Linked DNA regions of Sus scrofa: region 2 is linked to region 1. The links are chromatin contacts, called in public Hi-C maps. All regions are on one chromosome and are shown on one strand. The core of a region is the stretch at or near the end of the contact, and the rest is flanking DNA. Distances in the headings are between cores, read along the strand shown. Region 1 has its middle 260 kb from the start of NDFIP2. Region 2 has its middle 210 kb from the start of SPRY2.

Evidence for each region. A called contact is a pair of places that touch in the nucleus more often than the background predicts.
Region 2: a contact with region 1 is called in a Hi-C map of embryonic fibroblasts, with 2.6 times the contacts expected there. The contact joins two enhancer-like sites. A contact is called at or near these places in 4 of 47 Hi-C or Micro-C datasets (embryonic fibroblasts, epiblast stem cells, fibroblasts and 1 more).

The regions. Positions count from the first base shown.
Region 1 is chr11:51,748,994-51,753,561 of Sscrofa11.1, reverse strand. No RefSeq gene overlaps it. Among named protein-coding and RNA genes, the nearest start is that of NDFIP2, 260 kb to the right of the region's middle. Within about 2 kb of position 2,226, at least 10 of the 83 cell types and tissues checked have an H3K27ac peak or open chromatin away from gene starts, as enhancers often do. A contact at or near this core is called in embryonic fibroblasts, where this site is marked.
Region 2 is chr11:51,943,318-51,947,885 of Sscrofa11.1, reverse strand. No RefSeq gene overlaps it. Among named protein-coding and RNA genes, the nearest start is that of SPRY2, 210 kb to the left of the region's middle. Within about 2 kb of position 2,550, at least 15 of the 83 cell types and tissues checked have an H3K27ac peak or open chromatin away from gene starts, as enhancers often do. A contact at or near this core is called in embryonic fibroblasts, where this site is marked.

The DNA of each region.
Region 1 (4,568 bases), core at 977-3,476:
CTCCCCTAAACTCATCTCTGATGATAACGGCTCTAAGACAGTCTCTTTGATCATCTACTGTTTTTTGCCTTCTCCCCTCCAGACAAAGCAATTCCTTTCTTCTCTTGGTACTACCAAATAATGCTTGTATTATGTCAGTTGTCACAATATATTTCATTTGATTAGGTTTTTTTTTTCTACCACAATGTGAATGCTCTAGGGGTAGGATTTATGTTGTGGTTAAGAGTATGGACTCTGGAGAGAGAATGTGGATTCAAACCCTTGCTATTCACTAGCTGAGTGATCTTATATATCAACTAGCTGCTATTACAAGAATGGTGTGTAACAAGCTACCGCACATTCTCAGTGGTATATAATAATCTTTTTTTTTTTATGGGTTGACTGCAGTTTAGCTATTTTACGTCAAGCTTAGCTGATCTTAGCCAGGCTTGGTTATGCATTTGTGGCAGTGGTGGTTCACCTGGGGCTGGGCTGTCCGGGATGGTCTCAGCTAGAATAACTCATTTCTTTTACCTTTTTCTCATCCTCCTGACTTGCCTTGTCTTGTCATCATAGTGAAGCAGAGTTTCCAGAGAATTTCAGGGAAATACATGGCCTCTTGAGGACTAGACTAGGAACTGGGCCAATGTCATATATATCTCAATCTATTGGCCAAAGCAAATACAGCTGAAATTCAAAGGGTTGAGAAGTAAACCCCAAATCCCAAATCTTTGTGTGACACAAAGATGCAAAGGGCATAGATATAGGGAGGTCATTACTTGGGGCCACTTTTGCAACCAATCTACCACATATTAGGCAACTACCATTTTAATAATTAACAAACTTTTTTTAGGCATTTACTTTGTGCCAGGTCCTACTCCAGAAGCCAAGGATACAGCAGGCAGCGGTACCAACAAAAACTCAATTCTCAAAAAGCTAGATTTCTACAGGGGAAGACAGGGAACAAATTAAAAAGGAAAGTAAAATATATTGTTTGTCATGATAAGGCCACTAAGAAGTGAATAAACGTAAAGAAGGGGGGAGTTCCTGCTGTGGCACAGTGGGTTAAGAATCCGTCTGCAGTGGCTCAAGTCACTGCGGAGGACAGACGTTCAATCCCCAGCCTGGCTCAGTGGGTTAAAGGATCCCACGTGGCCTCAGCTGTGGTATAGGTTGTAGCTGCAGCTCAGATGCAATCCCTGGCCAGGGAACTTCTATATGCCATGGGTGTGGCCATGAAAGGAAGTAAGGAGGGAAGGAGGGAAGGAGGGAGGGAAGGAAGAGAGGGAGGAAGGAAGGAAGGAAAGGAGGAAGGGAGGGAGGAAGAAATAAAAGAAAAAAAGGTAAGGAGGAGATGAAGGTTGACTGTAGGGGACATTTTACATTGCGTGGCCACAGAAGGAGACATAAAAGGGATGAAAGCATGGACTCTGAGGAATGGGGGGGGTCCATGGGGTTGGGGGGGAGAGTTTTCCAGGTAGAGGGAAGAGCACATGCACTGGCAGTGAGGGGGAAGTGTGCCTGGTACTTCTCAGGAGTAGTGAGGTGAGTGTGGCTGGAGTACCCTGAGCACTGGGGTGAGGAGTGGGAGAAGAAATGCAGTGAAAGAAACAGGAGGGGAGGAGCTCCCATTGTGGCGCAGCAGAAACAAATCCAACTAGGATCCATGAGGATGTGGGTTCGATCCCTGGCCTCACTCAGTAGGTCAGGAATCCAGCATTGCCATGAGCTATGGTGTCAAGTAGGTTGCAGATGCGGCTGGGATCTTGAATTGCTGTGGCTGTGGTGTAGGCTGGCAGCTGTAGCTCTGATTGGACCCCTAGCCTGGCAACTTCCATATGCCACAGGTGTGGCCCTAAAAACCAAAGGAAAAAGAAAAAAGAAAAGAAAGAAAAGAAAAAAGAAATGGGAAGAGGGTGGCAAGGAGGATTTTGTCTTTTACTCCAATTTAGAGGGCGAAGCTGTTGCAGAGTCTGCATGAGAAATGACATAATTGACTTAACAGAACAAGGAAGGCAGCGGCCAGAAATAGACTGCAGGGCGCACAGGGCAGAAGGAAGACCAATTAGGAGCCTATGAGCACAGTGCTTTGATATCCCACGCAGACCTCACATTCTTCAGATCCCAATGTGCCTGCGAACCCAGAGCAACTCAGGTTTTTTTTTGGTTTCTCTCACTGCCCACTCTTTCCTCCTCTCCTTCCTGTGTTTTTTATAGAAGTGACGTAACACCACTTTGGGTCCTGTTTCTAATACATTCCTCAGCTGCCACCCGAAGGTGAAGGTCTTAATTGTCACACAGTTTCTCACAGGAACTGGCATCTTTGGAACATTTTGAAAAGGCCTCTCTGAAATCTAACATCTCAGAATGAAGTCCACTTCTTTGTAGTATTTAATGCAATTTTAGATGTTCTCCAGACAACGGGGTGGAAGAGAAGGAAAATTTAATTGAAAGGTCTATATGTCGCTTGAGTTCAAAGGACTTGCGTACTACCTGTGTCACCTTAGGAAAACAGCCAAGCTGGTCTCTGCCTCTCATACCATCACCTAGAAAATGGGGATAAAATACTGATCATGACAGATGACAGTAAGGATTAAAATGAGAGGAGCTGTGTCTAGCATGGATACTAATTCTCTCCTTTTCAAAGTGGGTCATTTGGGATGGGGGAGATTTTTATGTGTGAGTAAAGTTACACTTTTTAAGTCAATTAATGCTAAGGTGGAGTGAATTCTTTTTTGTTTGGTTGGTTTTTGGCCATGCCAGCAACATGCAGAAGGTCCTGGACCAGAGATTGAACCTGGGCCATATAGTAAGCCCAGCCGCAGCAGGGACAATGCTGTGTCCTTAACCATTAGGCCACCAGGGAACTGCTGAATTCTTTTATATATGTATATATCACTGAATCTGAGTGAGGCTAAGACTGATAGGAGGCATCAGCTTGGTGCTCACACAGTATATCTTTGAGTGGTTTGGAAAATTTTCAACTCTGAAAAATTGCCCCCAAATAACCTACAATTTACCTCTGCCCTGGTCTGACTGCAACCCAACGGTTGCCAGGACTGAGGCATGGCTTTCAGGCCTCAGTGCGTAAAGGCCTTTGAGATAAGCGTCTCCTTTGCTCCTGGAGCCCCTACTTTATTGCCAGGGTCCTTCAAGCATCAGGTACTTTTCCTTCCTTCCTCACAGATACCTCCATTTACCCAAGTCAACAGTCTGCAAGGTAAACTCCGAGGTAGAAGACAGTGTTACAAGCTCCCACTTCCTCCAAAATAACAGTATAAACAACAAAGAATAGGCAAGGGTAACAAAAGAACAAATATGTAGAAATTACTACAGTTTCAGAAATCACATAATGTGCAGCTCAAAAAAAGTTGTTATAGAAGCTCTTGGCTGGTTCTAGAAATTGTCATAAAATATGGTCCAAACCTGTCTTGATTGGATGCTACATGGTCTTATTTTCATGCTGTGGTTTCCTTCATCCCTGAATCCCCCAAACAACTACTAGAAAAAAAATTTTTTACCAAAAATAAAAGTTTAACTTACAAAGACTCCAAACAACACTCTGAAAATCAGGTCAAATTTGTCTACGGCCATACCACCCTGAACATGCCTGATCTTGTCTGAAAATCAGGTCAATTTTATTTAAAATATTATATGTTGTAGGATTCAACTAAGAGCCCTATACCTAAACCACTTACTCTTTGAAAAATACTAGAATGATTGTTAAACAGGATGGGAAATCGGAATCATTAGTCCAATAGAATTAAATGCAGCAACGTTATAGAGTTCCCATTGTGGCTCAGCAGGTTAAGGACCTATTATCTCTGTGAGGATGCTGCTTCAATCCTTGGACTTACTCAGTGGATTAAGGATCTGCTGTTGCTGTCATTGTGACAAAGGCCTCTGCTGCAGCTCCGATTTGACCCCTGGCCTGGGGACTTCCATATTCTGCAAGTGCAGCTAGAAAAAGGAAAAAAAAAAAAAATGCAGCAATATTATCAAGGTTTCAGCCAGGGCACTGGCATCAATTTTATAGTATAGATGAATATAGGTATTCATTAAAATAGTATTCGACCTGGCCCTAGAACTATACACATCAGGCATTTTACCATTATGCAGTTAATTTATTAAAACCCATTCTCGCTTCCTTTTGCCTCTGAGCTTAGATCTACAAATTCATTTGTTCAGTATTCAAGATTCAACAAATCTATTGAGTCGTTAGGATATGTCAAAACTATACTAGACTCAAGAGAATAAACTGCAGATAAGACATAACACTCATGGTTTCACAGAGCTTATTTTACATGTGTGTGTCTTAGAGTGGGGAAAGATATGGGAAGGGTTTTATAAAATAAATAAATCAACACACACATATGACAACATAAGCTACAGTAAACTCTGCGGCAACATAGAGCAGTGTAGAGGGGGAGAGTATGAGATGGTAGGGAAAGTGTTGATATTAACACTAATGGGTAACATGCATTGAGTCCTCAGTGTGCGACTGAGGCTCAGTATGTGATAGGCGTTGTTGAAGTGCTTATGTGTGTACAAACCCATATAATCCTCTCAATACCCTATGAACTAAGGAC
Region 2 (4,568 bases), core at 1,301-3,800, 190 kb before region 1:
CCAATATTCCTACTACTAAAATACTATGGTGGCAGGTAACAGAAGACTCCTGATCCTCGCTACGAGGGAGGTGCTATCAGAGATGCTATCTCAGGAGAAAGCCAGTGAAAACATGATAATGGAGGAAACAGAAGCATAAGAGACAGTTGGGAAGGATGACAGTTTGCTTTAGGAAGACCGAGTAAACAGGGAGTAGCAACCATTGAACAAATGCGAGGCAGTGGATGGGAAGCCGGTACAGCCCTCCTTTGGTAGCATGGGCTATTGGGTCCAGGACCCCCACTGATAACATAATCTGTGGATGCTCAAGTCCCTCATATAAAATGGCACAGTACAGTCAGCCCTCCATATCTGTGAGTTCTGTATCTGCGATTCAACTGAACACGGATATGGAGGGCTGACTAGACGTAAGAGAATGGACAAGAGAAATGATGATAATTGGGAAGGAAGAGTAAGCTATCCAGGTAGATATTCAGGGACGGGTCTGATATTCAGATACTGGTGACGAAGGGGACACTTGGTCACTGGGACAGGTCAGAAGCCTAGCTGCTAGATCAGAACAAGATTAAACAAGGTTAATTTGCCATTGACTAATCTGACCTATGAAATAGTGCTCTTTCAATTTCCCTTGACAAATAAAGTGTTGTTCCAACATCTACAATTCAACGGAGCCTTCTGATTGGGTTTAATTGGAGAGCTGAGGAATGGGGGTTAGGGAGCAATCAGAGACTTTAGCATCATTTAGGATCACTTTGTATGACGGGAACAAAGAAGCTGTGAAGTGTAAAGAAAAAAAAAAGAGTGCTCAAAGGAGTATGCAAAATTTTGTGAATCAGAAAGCAAGAATTATCTAATGATTAAGAAATCTAATTTTATTTATTTATTATTTATTTATTTGCCATTTCTTGGGCTGCTTCTGCAGCATATGGAGGTTCCCAGGCTAGGGGTCTGATCAGAGCTGTTGCCGCCGGCCTACGCCAGAGCTCGGGATCCGAGCTGCCTCTGCGACCTACACCACAGCTCCCAGCAATGCCGGATCCCCAACCCACTGAGCAAGGCCAGGGATCGAACCCTCAACGTCATGGTTCCTAGTCGGATTCGCTAACCACTGAGCCACAACGGGAACTCCAAGAAATCTAATTTTAATCATGTCCTTGTACAGATTTTTTAAAATTCATCTTAATTTAAGAAATGAGAAAGAAGAAGAAAATGTCCACTGTATATGTGGACTTTGCACAAAATATTATTATGAAATTTATCCCGGGGCTAAAGAAAGGGAAACTGGAATTCCTGTTCTGGTGCAGCAGAAATGAATCTGACTAGGAACCATGGGGTAGAATGTGCTCTGAAAAGCAAAAAAAAAAAAAAAAAAAAAGAAAGAAAGAAAGAAACTACTTAGTGTGTTTAGGGCTCAGATGGCAAGCAAGAATCAAAAAGAGCTTTATATATTGGTCAGTAAACTAGCTAGAAGAATAATTTAATTTATTAATTTTATTTCTCCTAAATGAGATAAAAGAGTTGTGGCAATTATAATTTCACTTCTCTCTGAATAATTCTTGGGTAGAAAAAATAAAGCACTAAGAGAAAAGCCCCCCCACCTCCACCTCAGGGACAAGGTTAAGAGCCAGAAACCAGTGATGAGGCAGCCTTTGTTGAGAGCAGCAGAGCAACATGATAAAAGGACGGAGGCTAAGGGTTTGGGATTCCCGCCACAGCGTTTGGATGCTGCTACAGGTATTCCTAGTGTCCAATTCAGCGCCAGGATGCTTGATAACATTTTATTAAATGATGTTTTAATAAATAAGTTCTTTTTTTTTTTTTTTTCTTTTGTCTTTTTGCTATTTCTTTGGGCCGCTCCCGCAGCATATGGAGGTTCCCAGGCTAGGGGTCGAATTGGAGCTGTAGCCACTGGCCTACGCCAGAGCCACAGCAACGCGGGATCCGAGCCGCGTCTGCAACCTACACCACAGCTCACGGCAACGCCGGATCGTTAACCCACTGAGCAAGGGCAGGGACCGAACCCGCAACCTCATGGTTCCTAGTCAGATTCGTTAACCACTGCGCCACGACGGGAACTCCTAATAAATAAGTTCTAATGCCATATGTTATTCAAATTACATATATCCTTGATCCAGTCGGTCAAATTTAATCCGTGTTAGGAACTCTCCTCATTCATAATTTTTCAGCACAGTCAATTCTCAAAGTCTAAATGAAAAAAGCATCCTCATCGTGGCTTAAGAACAACTGCATCATACTTGTCCTTATACCCAACCTTGACTAATTCTCACATGTATTTCAGAAATATGAATAACATCTTCATGCAATTCATATAAGGCAGAGAAAAAGAGGTATCATTATTTCTGTCTTAATGACAGATTTTGAGGTTAAGGTGACTCATGAACAGCTGAGCAGCCAGTCAGTGGGAGAAACCAAAATAGAAATAGAACGGAAACGCCTCCACCGCGCCCCCCACTCCCCCACCCGGCTCGCTAGCGCTCGGAGCTGCAGGGCAGCCGCCCCGGGGATGGAGCGTGATGCCCGCGGAGTGAATCGGCAGCGCTTCCTGCGAGGAAACGAGCTGCGCCAGGAAGAGTCCGTGGGGATCAGTGAGCACGACTCCCTCTCCACCTAGCAGATAAAAACGGAAGGCGAGAACTCAGAAAAGCAAGCCTCTAAAACACGGAGCTCGTTTTACTGGGAGGAGGATGATTCATTCACCTTTCACTGAGTAATTTTCAAAATCACCAGCCAAGTCACCTAAACTAAATAATTTTGACGTCCCAAAGAATGTAACTACCCCATATGTTTTAGATGGACCCTGTCCAGCCGCTTTTACCTCCGCGGGTGGCGGGGGGTGGCGTGGGGGAGGGCGGATATCTTTTTCAGCGGGTTTCTGATTCTCTTTACCTACGCAAGAACAGAGTAGGAAGGCACGCTGTCATCACAGATCTCTATACTTAAATTACTTAAAAAAAATAATCAACAATGGACTAGAGCAGGTGTCAGTCTTTGACTTGCAAAGAAATTATTCTTGGACTTCGTAAGGAGCTTAAAGGTCATTTTTAAAACGTATTTAAGTATATATATACATATGTATTAACACCCCCCCCCAAAACGGCCCTGAGTGGATGAATTTAAAATGACGTCTGTGATGTGTTTGATAAAGTTAAGATGCACCTCTCCGTCCTCCATCCAGTTCAAATAATCATGTTGTCCAACGCAAATATGAGTTTCCAGTAAGCGAAGTCATTCCTTTTCCTACAGCTCTGAAGCTAGAGGCCTGCACGTCTATCTCACTGAGGCTGCTTTCATAATTCCAGTGGGCTGGGTTCGAAGAGAAATTTTAAAACTGTTTTCCTCTTAACCAAGTTTTGTTTTTTTTTTTTTTTTTTTTTTTTTTTTTTTTTGCCACAGTACTATAGCTTACAGCAACCCACGCCTCACAGGGAGAAAAAGGTAATTACTAAAACCTTTGCTTAATTCACCAGAAAAGTTCTAAGACTGTTAGAACTTTATTGTTTAATTGCCTCCCACAGCCTCACTTCATCGACCCCACTTGATCGATTTTTTTCCTCTGCTGTGTGCTAGTGCCTGTGGTTCTCTTCCTTATCATGAATTTTGAAGCTGAAGTTAAACTTCTAGAATTTATGCCCTCCAGTGTCCAACTATCCCACCTCCTCTGAAGAATAAGCATGAGTACAAAGCAGTTTAGCCACTGGATGTGAGGAGAGGCGCTTGTGAATGAGATCAACACTTGTAGAATGTAAGCCAGACCCGTTAAACTCGAACGTGGCCATAAAGAACCGCCTGAGTCTGATAGAAGGGATGTCAGCCAAAACAGAAGGTTCTTGTGGTGAGACGGGCTGATACGGTCAGGCTGGAAAAACCTCTCCACTCCTACCTGCGGGCATCTGGATTCCACAGGCTTGCAAATGGCAAGTCACTAAATAACGATTCCTTAAGAGTTTTCTGTGTGCTAGGCAGAGCCCCTGCACGTGGCATGTGGCTCAGGACATGATGATTTCAGTTCCTTGAGCAAACTTAGATAAAATCAGGGGGAAAATGTTTCCCTGCTTATCCTGGATACTGTCCCATGAAAGCGAGGTAGTGCAAAGTTTTCGAGGGAGAGTTAGTATAATGGGACTCTCTTCCAGTGTAATCTGGCTGGTAGGAGGTTCCACAGCCTCCAAGGTTTTCACACTCCGTATATTTGATGTGTACCAGCTAAGGAGCTAAGAAGACACACATTTCCTTATTCTTTGGATGAGTCCAGTGGAAAAATTATATTTGGCCACTGGATCCTTTTTAAAGGCTCTCTATCCACCCAAAGTTTGATGGTAATTTACTTCTCCCTGGAAGCTATGAACATGGTGTGGTTCTTGAGAATTTTTAATAACTTTAGTTAAGACTAGGGCTGAGCCTTAGAGAAGTTGGGTGTATCTGGAGTCACTCCAGTACAGGAAAAGGATTGGGGGGGGGGGGGGGCAATTGTGTTGCTTTGTATTCTGTCCCGCATGACTTTGCCTAACCTGAAATTTTGCAAAGCCAACCTGGCACCAACTGAGTAC